Linked DNA regions of Muntiacus reevesi: region 2 is linked to region 1. A link is a contact called in public Hi-C data. All regions are on one chromosome and are shown on one strand. The core of a region is the stretch at or near the end of the contact, and the rest is flanking DNA. Distances in the headings are between cores, read along the strand shown. Region 1 holds the start of ASNS (asparagine synthetase (glutamine-hydrolyzing)). Region 2 holds the start of MIOS (meiosis regulator for oocyte development).

Region 1 (6,106 bases), core at 1,748-4,247:
AAGATTCACAACTCATCTCCCTATGATCATGTTAGAAAAACCTTACACAATACAGGTGTCAGGGGTCAAAAATAATACAAGCATGGCATGTTCCCCTTTAAATGAAAAAGATATTATATTGTACTTCATTCAGTTGTTCACTCATTCAAAACAACAAATAATCAAATACCTAGATTCTGCTAGGTAGGCTTCACTATATCCAGCTTTTTACTAGTTACTTTTGCTGCACAACAAATTATCCCAAAATTTAATGGCTTACAACAACAAATATTCATTATTTTACAGTTCTTGCAGACTTGAATTTGGGAGTGGCTAAGCTGACTGATTCCGGTTCATGAACTCTCTTCGGGTACAATAAAGATACTGACAAGGGATGCAGTCATCTGAAGCCTTGGCTAGGCTGAAGGATCTGCTTCCAAATTCACTCACATGGCTGTTTTCAAGAGTTCTCAGTTCCTCACTGAATGTTGGCTGGAAGCCTTAGTTATTCATAACATGGGCCTCTCTCTAAGTTGCTGAGTGTCCTCATGACATGACAATTACCTTTCCCCAGTGAGCAATCCTAGAGAGAACAAGAAGAAAGCTGGCATAGGTTTTATAAGTTTCCGCTTAGAAGTCACATTACAGTATTTCTACATTCTCTTTATGAGAACAAGTCACTAAGTACAGTCCAAACTCTAGGTGAGGGGAATTAAGCTCAATTTTTAAAAGAAGTATCAAAGAACTTGTGAACATATTTTAAAACTACTATACCAGTAGTTTTAATTTAATTTATAATTAAATTCATTTTATATTAAATTCTAAATAGTTTATAGTTTTAGAAGTTTAGTTGCTCAGTCGTGTCCAACTCTGCGACCCCATGGACTGTAGCCTACCAGGATCCTCTGTCTATGGGACTTTCCAGGCAAAAGTACTGGAGTGGGTCACCATTTCCTTCTCCAGAGGATCTTCCCAACCCAGGGATCGAAATCAGGTCTCCCACACTGTAGGCAGACGCTTTACATCTGAGCCACCAGGGAAGTCCATTTAATCTATACATTATTATATAAATAGAATTTACAGAATTTAATCTAATTATTACTAAAGAGTTGTTAATCTAATTGTAATATTTGGATATTTAAAGGAAAACTAAGTTTATTAGAGAGTAGTTTTTTGCTGTTGCTTGTTTCTATTCTGTGTTCCCATTTTCATCTTACCCTGTTTATTAAAAAATTCTACCTATAGTGCTAAATAAATAATGACTTTTTCCATCTTTTTATACCAATTAGGAATTTTATTCAGTGCTTAGAACAAAAACAACAAAAACCTTAAATAGAACGGATTTATTTTCCTTCATACAACAATAAACCCCTTCATATAACAACAAACCCAGAAGTGAGGAGACCAGGGCTGATAAGCTGACCCTTCAAAGCAATCACAAACCAGTCCCTCTGGCTATGCTATTATTTTGCTGCTGCTGCTGCAGCTGCTAAGTCACATCAGTCGTGTCCAACTCTGTGTGACCCCATAGACCGCAGCCTACCAGGCTCCCGTCCCTGGGATTCTCCAGGCAAGAATACTGGAGTGGGCTGCCATTTCCTTCTCCAGTGCATGAAATTTTGCTACTGTGGTTGAAACAGGGCTGCTCCACATCTAGCATCATATCACTGTTCCAGGTAAGATAAAGGACAGGTATAGGTCCAATGGCTAACAGGAAATTTCTTCCATAAAACTCTGAGCCTCTCCTAGCAACATCTACTTTCATTCTGCAGACAGGTCACATGGGAAACCATGGCTTATAGGAGCCTGAGTAAACAAGTATTTTTAACTGGACACAGTCACCCTGAAAAAAAGTCAGAGTTCTGCAAGTAATAGAGAAAGGATTTTGGGTTGAATCAACTTTCAGTCTCTATCACCTTGCTCCAAGGAGCTGTGACACACATTATTCTGCTTCAAGGAGCTTTGACACACATTACTGAAACACACTCCAGATAGATAAACATACTGTTCACGGTTAATCTGTGTTTCCAATGGGAGAATCTGATCATTTTGCGTCTCACGTGTAAATTATATTTTTCAAAGTAACCACAGTCTTCTTTTTTTCTAGTTGATAACGAAGAAAAATTGGCTGACATTAATGTCACTTCAAGGAATTTATTCAAGAAGACAGCTGTACAATTGTGCAAAGGTACATGCATTAAGAAACTCATCACAGAGTTGTTTAAAATAGTAAACATTTGGGGAAAAAACTAGAAATGAATCAATAGAATACTGGTTAGATAAATGATGGTACATCCACTTCACACTATGCAACTTTTAAAAATGATGTTATTCATGATATATTTTTCATGAAAAAAAAACTGTGTATATAATAAAATCCAGTTTATCATACATTGTATTACTATACTTTTATATGTTTTTATTCTTAGAGATGTCTGGAGTATAACATGAATTTTTAAAAATTGTTATCTCTGAATTATGGCATTTGGAAATTTTTTTTAATATTTGTTTGAATAAGTGTACATTGCTTTCATGAAAATAATAGCTATTTTCAACAATACCCAGAAGGGTAGGAGGGGCCTGATTTGATCTGGTAGTTCTAACAACATACCTTCTTGCCACTAAGAAAATTATCTTAGACATGCTGTAGCTGAGCTTACCCTTGGAAGGGTTTCCTATATTTGCTCACTGGAAAAAGATTATTCCTTATTCCTTACAAATTTTAATAAAATTAAAATAAGAATCCTGAGGCATTTTGTTCTATTTTGCTTTCTGTTTGGTACACTTTGACCTCGAAGGGTCTCTTCTCCCTATCTCACAGTGGCTGTGGAAGGCAAAGGGCGTGAAGCTGGGCAATAATTACATACACGCTGGGGAAGAGAGAAGAGATGGAGGTGAGGATCCAACAGAGAAGTCTGGAGGCATCGCCCAGAGAAAGAGCACTAACCTGGATATCACATACTTGCACTTCTCTTCCAAAACAGGCTTCTCAGTTTACCTTTCTGACCAGTTTTCTCATCTGAAAAAATGAGAGGTTTGGATAAGAATCGAGACGTTTTAAAGTTCTTCCCGAAGATTCTTTCGGACCTATTAATGATATATCCTGGTAAACTACACTAAAGCTGAATCTAAACAAATAAAAGGGAACAACAATACTTTACTTACATTGTTTACTATTCCTCTCCAGTGTGTTAAGTAACTTGCCAAGGTTACACAGCTAATAGCTGGCGGGAATCAAGATTCCAGCCCAGAGGCCAAGGCTCTAAAGAACTGCCTAGGAAGCAGGGTAGTTTTCTCACCTTCAAACTAGACTTTGTAGCTAACACCAGTAAAGTCAAGACTTGATCCCACCTCCTGACTGCTGTGGGCCTACCTCAATTGCTCGAGGGCTCCTAGCTCTCTAATCCAAAAACAGTTTTCTGATACAAAGTCCCTTTGCCGACCAAAGGTGAGACGGTGAGGTTTTGGAGAGCTCCGAAGAAACTTCCGGCCACCGCCTGACAGCGGTGAAGTAATGACAGAGCCAAAGCCCATGTGTGCCTTCAGGAGGCTCTGTGGTATCATTACCTGGGTTCTCAGCCCCTGCTCATTCACATACCTGGTTATCCCACACTCGTTTGCGTACCTCATCTTGCGCATTTCCTCTCATTAAAGCCAGAGAGGTACTGAGTTAAGAGAGTCGGGAGGAGCGGATAACAGGGGTAAAAAGAACGGTTTAAAAGCAGGCTAGAGGCCATAAGACTCAAGAGAGGGAAGAGCCTGTTTCTTGGACAAAGGTCCCAAGGGTATTCGCAGCCCTGTTCCCTGATGTTTCACTGCTTTGGACCCCCTCAAGGTCCGGAAGCTAGCGCAAGACCCTACAGCACCGCGAGGAAGGTGGAGGCCTCCACTGAGGTGCCGCAAGTGGGCTGTGACTACCCCTCATAGAAGATGCGACTTCCCAGACCCCTTCGCACAAGGGCGGGGCGTGCGCTCGGCCGCCAATCCCCGCGCCCGCACGTCGCCGTAGCGCCGCCCCACCCTGCCCCCTCTCGCTCCGCCCTTCCCTGGGGCTGGTGCGGCGGCGATGACGTCAGCGCTAGGAGACCCCTGGGTGGCGGCTGCGCCGTCGGCGGCCCGCGGCCGGAACGCGCTGCGGGGAGGGGCGGAGCGAGCGGGCGGGAGCGCGCGCTGGGCCCGCCTCGGCCGCCGCCGCCGCCGCCGCCGCTGCCGGGGAATAATCTGGGCGGCAGCGGGCGGCCCCGGCCAGCAGCCACGAGCCACTTCTGCGGCTGCCGAGCAGAGCGGAGGTCGCCGGTCTCGTGTCGTCCCCCTCTCCGCCCCCCAGGAGGGGCGAGAGGGAGCCGAGGCTGATGTCAGGTACGGCCGGCGGAGGCGCCCTCAGGCTGTAGGTCCAAGGTCTCGGGTCCCCTCGCCCTTCCCTCTGGGAGAGTGAATGTGGGGGGAGCGTGGAGGGTGGAACCCCACCCCTGGCGCCGCCAAACAGGTGTCTCGGAGTCGCAGCCCGGTCTGGGGACGTGCGGGCTCCTGAGGGAGGCGCGGGGCACTTCCTGCTCCCGGCGTCTCCGCGAACTGCCTTTGGGGCCGCCTGCCCGCCGGGCCGCTATTTTGTTGACTTGTAACCTCCTGTTAGTCGCAGGTCCTTCCCTTTCGCCCTCGGGTGCCCCTCGCCTCTTCGCGCGCCGCCTGCCGTCGGGTGGCGACGGTGAGGCGCGGGCTGCGCTCCGGACCGCGCGGCTGGACCACTTAGCGGTCCTGCCCCGCCGGGCCCTCCCCCCGCGGAGCTGCGGGCGCTCAGGTGTGGGCACCTTCCAGGAGAGCCGCCGGGCTGCCGCGTCGCGCCAGCGCCCAGCGAGCCGGAGCCTTGCGCAAGTGCTGGGGGACTGCCTCTGAGCTCTCTGGATCATCAGGTTTGTCTGGCTGATTTGTTCTTTTTAAATTCCCCTGCCTCTGGCAGAATAAGCTAGGCAGGTGTGTTGGGGCATTGCTCCGTGAAGGACGCGGGACGAGTTTTTTCCTTCCCGCCTTCCTCTCCCACCAGGTGTGATGGAATTAGTAGGTGCTGACAAACTGACTTTACGGCTTTGAATTTGGATACATTGTCTGCTGAGAAATTGAGTGAAATGTAGGGGTGGGGATTTATTCTTGCCCAGCACTTACCCTCTCTCTTTATTCTTATTTTCAAAAGACTGGAACTTAAGCATCACACGCCTTGGAAAAGTTGACTGGAGATTTATAATCTAGTTCTCTCAGTGCCTTGTAGTTATTGTGCTATATCGTTTTAGAGCATTTCAGATTGAACACTATTATCCTAACCATGAATTGGTTTCATCGTGGTTTTAAAACTTAGTTAAAAAGTTAGAATTTAATGCAATAGAGTGAGTGAGTAATTAGGCCAATGTGAAACGGACAGAAATGTGTTCATTTACCAGAAATTGGGCACTGAATATAGATAGCTCTGCCTGGGTAACTTCAAGTTATTTAATTCTGGTGTTAGTTTAGAGGGTGGGAATCTGAGTATTTAGGAGGTAAAACTAACTTTTTACACTTTAATCAGATAAACATCAAATGAGCCTTATGCACATGATGTGTGTTCTAAGTATTGTGTATAGTAATTGTATTTATTTCATTTTCTGCCAACCTTAGTGTATATTAATGTACAGTTTAAATGAATGTAAAGTTTAAAGCTACCAAACAGTTAACACTTTTTACCATATGTTAAGTAAGACAGTGATTTAGTAAGGAAAGTATGACTCACTCAAAATTCTTCACAGGAAAAGTGTGTGGTTTTTTAGTTATGGTGAAGAACTATTAGATGTTTCTCTTAAATTTCCCTGAAATTTGTGTTTTTCTGTATCTTTTTACTTTGGGTTCAGCATTTTAAAAATGTTTTGTGGGTACTACCCATTTAAAGATAGATATTCCCTTACATATGCTTTCTGAGGGGTACTGATTGTACTAGTTTGTATTTCTGAGTAAATTCAGTATCCAGAAATTATTAGAATATCACAAAGTCATTTAGGAGTACATATCAATTATGATGGCAGCCCACTCCAGTATTCTTGCCTGGAGAATCCCATGGACGGAGGAGCCTGGTGGGCTACATTAGTCCATAGGGTCACAAAGA
Region 2 (6,106 bases), core at 1,658-4,157, 360 kb after region 1:
ATGGCACATAGATGGGGAAACAGTGGAAACAATGAGAGACTTTATTTTGGGGGCCTCAAAAATCACTGCAGATGGTGACTGCAGCCGTGAAATTAAAAGACACCTGCTCCTTGAAAGAAAAGTTATGACCAACCTAGACAATGTTATTAAAAAGCAGAGACATTACTTTGCCAACAAAGATGTGCCTAGTCAAAGTTATGGTTTTTTTCAGTAGTCATGAATGGATGTGAGAGTTGGACTATAAAGAAAGCTAAGGGCTGAAGAATTGATGCTTTTGAACTGTGGTGTTGGAGAAGACTCTTGAGAGTCCCTGGAACTGCAAGGAGATCTAACCAGTCAATCCTAAAGGAAACCAGTCCTAAATATTTGTTGGAAGGACTGATGCTGAAGCTGAAACTCCAATACTTTGGCCACCTGATGTGAAGAACTGACTCATTTGAGAAGACCCTGATGCTGGGAAAGATTGAGGATGGGAGGAGAAGGGGACAACAGAGGATGAGATGGTTGGATGGCATCACCAACTCAATGGACATGGGTTTGAGTAAACTCCAGGAGTTGGTGATGGACAGGGAAGCCTGGTGTCCTGCAGTCCATGGGGTCGCAAAGAGTCGGACACAACTGAGTGACTGAACTGGACTGAACTGATGCATGTAATATGTTCTTTTTCAAATTCTTTGTTCATTTATGTTGTTTCATAATATTGAGCAGCGTTCTTGATGCTATACAGTAGGTGTTAGTTGGCGGTAGTGGTGGTTGTTCAGTTGATAAGACATGTCTGACTCTTCTCCGTTTTAAATATAGCAGTGTGTACATGTCAATCCTAACCTCCCTCCCTAACTCTCCCTCTCCCCCCTCTCCCCTGGTAACACTAAGTTCATTCTCTAAGTCTGTGGGTCTTTTTTGATAAAGCCATGCCTAGCCGAAAGGGAAGCCAAGGAATGGTCATCCTGACTGGATCACCAAGTGCCTTGCTGACATGTGTGGGTGGCGGTTTAACAGAAGAAAACATGAGGATGTGGAACATGTATTCCAGAAGAGGATGACAGCAACAGGCAAGTAAAGAGCCATTTTTACAGAATTGTTGTTATTGTTGTTCAGTCGCTAAGTCATGTTCAACTCTTTGAGACCCCATGGACTGCAATATGTGAGGCTCCTCTGTCCTCCACTATCTCCCAGAGTTTGCTCATGTTCATGTCCATTGAGTTAGGAATGAGACGGTGAGTTATGGGATGGTGGGCATGAAAGCCTGAGTGGCCTGAATTCATGGGAAACAGGAGGATGTGGGATTAGAGAGAGTGAGTGTGGTCCTCTCCTTGGAGGAGAAGGAGTGACTCAACTGTACGTTGATGGTAAAGAGCCAGTAGAAATGAGAATGTTGAAGACTCATGGTGTAGGAGAAAATTGATGGTGTAAGGTCCCAGGAGTAAAGGCATATAGGGCCCCTCCTTTTCCTATATGTCAGCTATAAGGAGGTAAAAATGGGAGTGAATGAAGAGGTAGGGGAAGGCTGTGGGAATTCCTAACTAACCGTTTTAATTTCCTTTCTGAAGTAGGAAGCAAGGTCTCCTCCGGAGTGTGTGGGGAGATGTTCCCCTCAGCTTTGTGTGGTAGGAGTGAAGACGGAAGGAACTTGTATTGATGTTGAGGATTTGGGGCCAGGACCAACACCACTGAGAAGAATGGCAAGATAGTGTTGGAAGTGATGAATCCGGTGGTGTCTTGCCTCAGTGCTCAGCACTTTCTTTAGCCTCCACTTCTCCAATGGCAGGAGGGAAAGGAGCCTCAGACCTCCACAGGCAATACTTGCCGCAGACTCTTCCTCTTACCCAAATTATCTGCCTTGAAGATTATCAGGACTAAGCTCAGCATGCTGTTTATATGAATCACCACAACCCCAAATCATGCCCTTTAAACTAAGAACAGACAAGCAAAGATGGCGGGACATCTGAAGAAAGTCTCTGTGTCAGCTTTGTAACACCTATGCAGCATCATTCATTCAACTATGGGAGCCAGAAACCTAGAACCGTCTTTCTCCCTCACTCCCATAATCATCCCAACTTCTATATAGTCCTCAGGCCATACACTTCTCTCCATCCATGGTTATTATGGGTAACCATCATCTCTCATTTGGATACTTACCTATCCCTTCCCCTTCTCTCCCGTAAAAATTGACTACACCACTCTCCTGATTAAAAACGTTCAATGACTGTACTAATGCCTTTAGGGAAAAGTCCAGCCGGACCCACTAAGCTGGTTTCCCAACGCTAATATCATCTTAATCTATCCCCACTTCCGTTTCCCCACTGATACGTGCCCTCCTGACCCTGCACTTTCTCTTCCTCTGCTCTAGAAGGCTCTTCTCCTCCAACCCGTCTGCCCTGTTCCCTTTCCTAGCATCTCTTCGTCCTTCCTCTCTCAGCCCAGCAGTCCTCAAGGAAACATTTCTGACACACACAAACACACGTCTTTATTGCTCAGTCCAGTGTCCCCAGCATTACAGCAAGTACACAGTTAGGCACTCGGGACGTCTTTGTGGAGTGAGTGAGTGAATTGTGAACCAAGTATCCTGGATTTTCTGCTACGTCGATAGCCCGCAAATAAATTTTTAACGGAAACTTAGACTGATTAAATAAGCTAAAACTTCTAAAGCCCTTGAAATCTGAAACAACTCGGTGAAGCGGTCTGGGCCCAAGCGCCCGGGATCCAGCCCACGCGCGCAGGGGGCGGGGCCTGCGGAGGTGGGCCGCCGCGCTCAGGGGGCGGAGCCTACGGAGGTGGACCAGAGCGCCTAGGCAGCAGGCGGGGCCTGCGGGTCGCCGGGAGCTCCGGGACCTCCGGAGTTGTGACCACGCCCCGGGGCGGGGCGACTCCCGGGATCGCCGGGGGCGGGGCTTGCAGTGGGGAACTCCCCTTCCGAGGCCGAGGCGCGTCCGCGCGTCCACGAGGCTTGGTGGTCGGGAAGTGGACCCAGGCCGGGTAGCCAGGTTATTGCCCGCGCCGGCGCAGCCGCCATCTTGCCCGTGTGTGGACTCCCCCAGCGGGAGGGGCGGTGACTAGGCCGGAAGCGGCAGTACGACGGCCGCGCTGCCTCCCAGGTCGGTGAGTGCGGCCCGGGCTCCGTTCTCGGCTCCGTGAGGCTCGAGTCGAGGGCTCGGGGGCGCTGGGACGGCCTCCAGGCGCTCGGGAAAGCCCAGTTGAAAAGCCCGAGCGAGTGCAGACCCGGGGGGGCGTCCTCCGAGCCCAGACGTGGGGAGTCGCGTTCCGCGCTGCAGGGTAACCGCGGCGGGCCCGGCCTCGGAGCTGCGAGCGGCCGGGGGCGCGCGGGTTTCTCTACCCGGAGCTGTGTCCGCGCTGCAGCCTCCTCGGCGCCGGGTTTGGGTGGAACCGCTTCCTCGCCGTGGACGAGAGGCTCAGCCAGTGTCTGGAGCGTGGGAGCCGCCCGCAGATTCCTGCGTTACCCGGCGCTGCTACCAGCTGTGCTCCCCTTGTACCGTATTGAATACTTCTTCAAGGGCCTGTCACCCGGGTGGCGCTGTTCGCTGCCTGTACGGAGTCGTGAAAATTCCGTGAGAGGATAAAGCTTCTCACAGGTGCCACGAGCCTTCCTAAATCACTTAGAAAGTGACTGCCTTTGCAGTCTTTTTTATAGCTATATTTTAAGGGGAATTTGGAGTTATACAGAACATCTTGAAGATGGTGATTGTAGAAATTTCTTGCAGCTGCTGCTGTTATTACGTGTCGTGCTGAGACAAGTAGAAAAGAAAACAAGATGTAACAAGGTGATTGGATACTACACTTAATATTATATAGCGCTTCAATGTCCACTAGCCACACAGGGTTGAGATCTGCTGAAAGTGTAGAATACACCTTGGATTCCCAAGACTTGGTACCAGAAGAAAAATATGTGTCTCATTAATAAATGTTACACGGATTGCATGGTGAAAGGATAATATTTTTGATATGTCGGGTTAAATTATTGTTAAATTAGATTTGATTGATTTCTTTTTATTTTTCAATGTGACTATTAGGAAAGTTTGTTATATGGCTAACACTGTGTTTCCGTTGGACCATGCTATTACAGATGAACATCTGGTGAGGAACACAGAATCATCAACATGGCTTTCCTTTGCTCAGAAATCATTGCTGGGAAGTGAGCCCTTGTTGCACCTGAAGGTGAGGATCTAAATATAAGCTGTAATTATGGCAAATTCCACCCCTTTGCCCCCAGTTGTTGGTGTCTCCAGCATTTGAAAGCATTAATTTCCAGGGCTGTTGAAGGGAATCGTAGTGATACTGACATGTTTTCACTGCAAAGAACTCGTTTAATTTGATTGTCACTATGTGAGATGGAGATAGGAGATGCTCTATCTCTATTTTATAGTCTTGGTGTTTTAAGGTAGTTTTTAGGGTCAAGCTAGTAAGGGGCTGAAGATGTTCTGCTCTTCACCATATTCCTGGTGGTCTTTGTTCAGGAGCCAGGATCTGTCTATATTGTATGTTGGATGGAAAAGAAAAACAGTTGACTCTTCAACAGCAGGAGTTATACATGGGTTTCTTCCAGTGGTAAATACCACAGTGCCACAGGGTCCACAGTTGGTTTAATTTGAGGTTGTGGAACCACAGATATAGAGAAACGACACGTACAGAGGACCAGCTATAAGTTATATGTGGACCTTGCTGCAGGGTTAGTTACCTAACCGCCTAGTTGTTCAAGGGTCAGGTGTATGTTTTTTAAGAGGGTATAGATGTACCTGTGTATTCAGGGCCGGTTTCACGGTGTGTGACCCGTGCAAACATTGTCAGGGCCCATCTTTAAAAGGCCTGGCGCTTGCTATGGTGCTCTTCTGTCATGGTCTTGAAATTCTTAGTATGTTTTGGATAAGTGGGGGAGGGGGCTCTGCACATGCTGTAGTGATCCTTTCTCTGTGCTCTAATCTAGGATGGAGTAGGGAGGTGTTGGGGAAGAATCAGAACATCTGGTCCTCTCTGTACTCCTGTGTGAATTAAGCAGGGTTTGCTAGACTCAACTCTCAAATTCTGTATGAATTCTGATTCTGTGTGAATTACTGTCGTCAGATTTGTAGATGGTAATATAAATATATACATAATACGAGAAGAATTATGGATGATTCTTAATTGTGAGTCATGTAAATTAAATATTTTTTAAAATTATAGTAACACTTTCTGTTTGTTTTTTTTTTTTTAATTGAATTTTGCCATGTGGCACTGCATTTTCTTACCATAGGTCATTTGTGTAAGGAGTACAGTTATGGGATGGAAGCCTATATGATACGTGTGCTTGCTTTAGTATTTGTCTTTTAGCGAGATAGGAAGATGAGCCAGATCTTGGGATACCTCCACTTGAGAGGTTTCTTCTGTTTCCAAGGGCGTGAGTATGAATGAAGCCTCATTTGGCAGTATCTGTTCCTCCTTTGTGTTTTCTTAGCTACTTCCTGTTACACAAGGTGCCTTTTCTTCTTCTTAAATTTTTAAATTGTCTTTAAGATTGGGCATAACTTCAGCACAAGAATACAGGCTTTATTATACTAGTGTGTTAGTTAGCTTGTGCGTGTGTGTGTGTGTGTGCACGCACACTAAGTCCCTTCAGTTGTGTCTGACTCTGCGACCCTCTGAACTGTGACCCGGCAGACTCCTCTGTCCATGGGATTCTCCAGGCAGGACCACTGGAGTGGGTTGCCACACCCTCCTCCAGGGGATCTTCCCCACCCAGAGATCAAACCCGTGTCTCTTATGTCTCCTGCATTGGCAGTCAAGTTCTTTGTCACTAGTGCCACCCACAACTGGGGGAAAAAAAAATGCCATAGACTGGTTGACTTAAATTATATAAATTTGTTTCTTACAGTTCTGGATGCTGTAAGTCTGCGATCTGGGTGCCAGAATGGTCTGATTCTGGTGAAACCTATACTCCAGACAGCTGCCTTTGTACTCACATGGGGAGAGAGCTTTGGTATCTCTTCATCTTCTTTTAAGGACACCAGTTCTTTCAGATCAGGGTTTTACCTCATCACTTTGTTTAGCCTTAAGCTTAATAACCTTAAAGACTCTGTCTCCAAGACAGTCATGTGGAGTAATTGGGGCTTCAGCA

The links. Hi-C and Micro-C count contacts between places; a contact is called where the count stands out from the background.
Region 2: a contact with region 1 is called in a Hi-C map of blood, with 2.3 times the contacts expected there. The contact joins the promoter of MIOS here to the promoter of ASNS in region 1. A contact is called at or near these places in 2 of 3 Hi-C or Micro-C datasets (blood and muscle).

What each region holds. Positions count from the first base shown.
Region 1 is chr6:14,535,328-14,541,433 of mMunRee1.1, forward strand. ASNS (asparagine synthetase (glutamine-hydrolyzing)) reads right to left here and starts at 2,998. Exons shown (of 13, transcript XM_065939302.1): 1 at 2,927-2,998. C1GALT1 (core 1 synthase, glycoprotein-N-acetylgalactosamine 3-beta-galactosyltransferase 1) reads left to right here and starts at 4,103. Exons shown (of 5, transcript XM_065938608.1): 1 at 4,103-4,338; 2 at 4,795-4,889.
Region 2 is chr6:14,890,625-14,896,730 of mMunRee1.1, forward strand. MIOS (meiosis regulator for oocyte development) reads left to right here and starts at 2,908. Exons shown (of 12, transcript XM_065938939.1): 1 at 2,908-3,095; 2 at 4,082-4,173.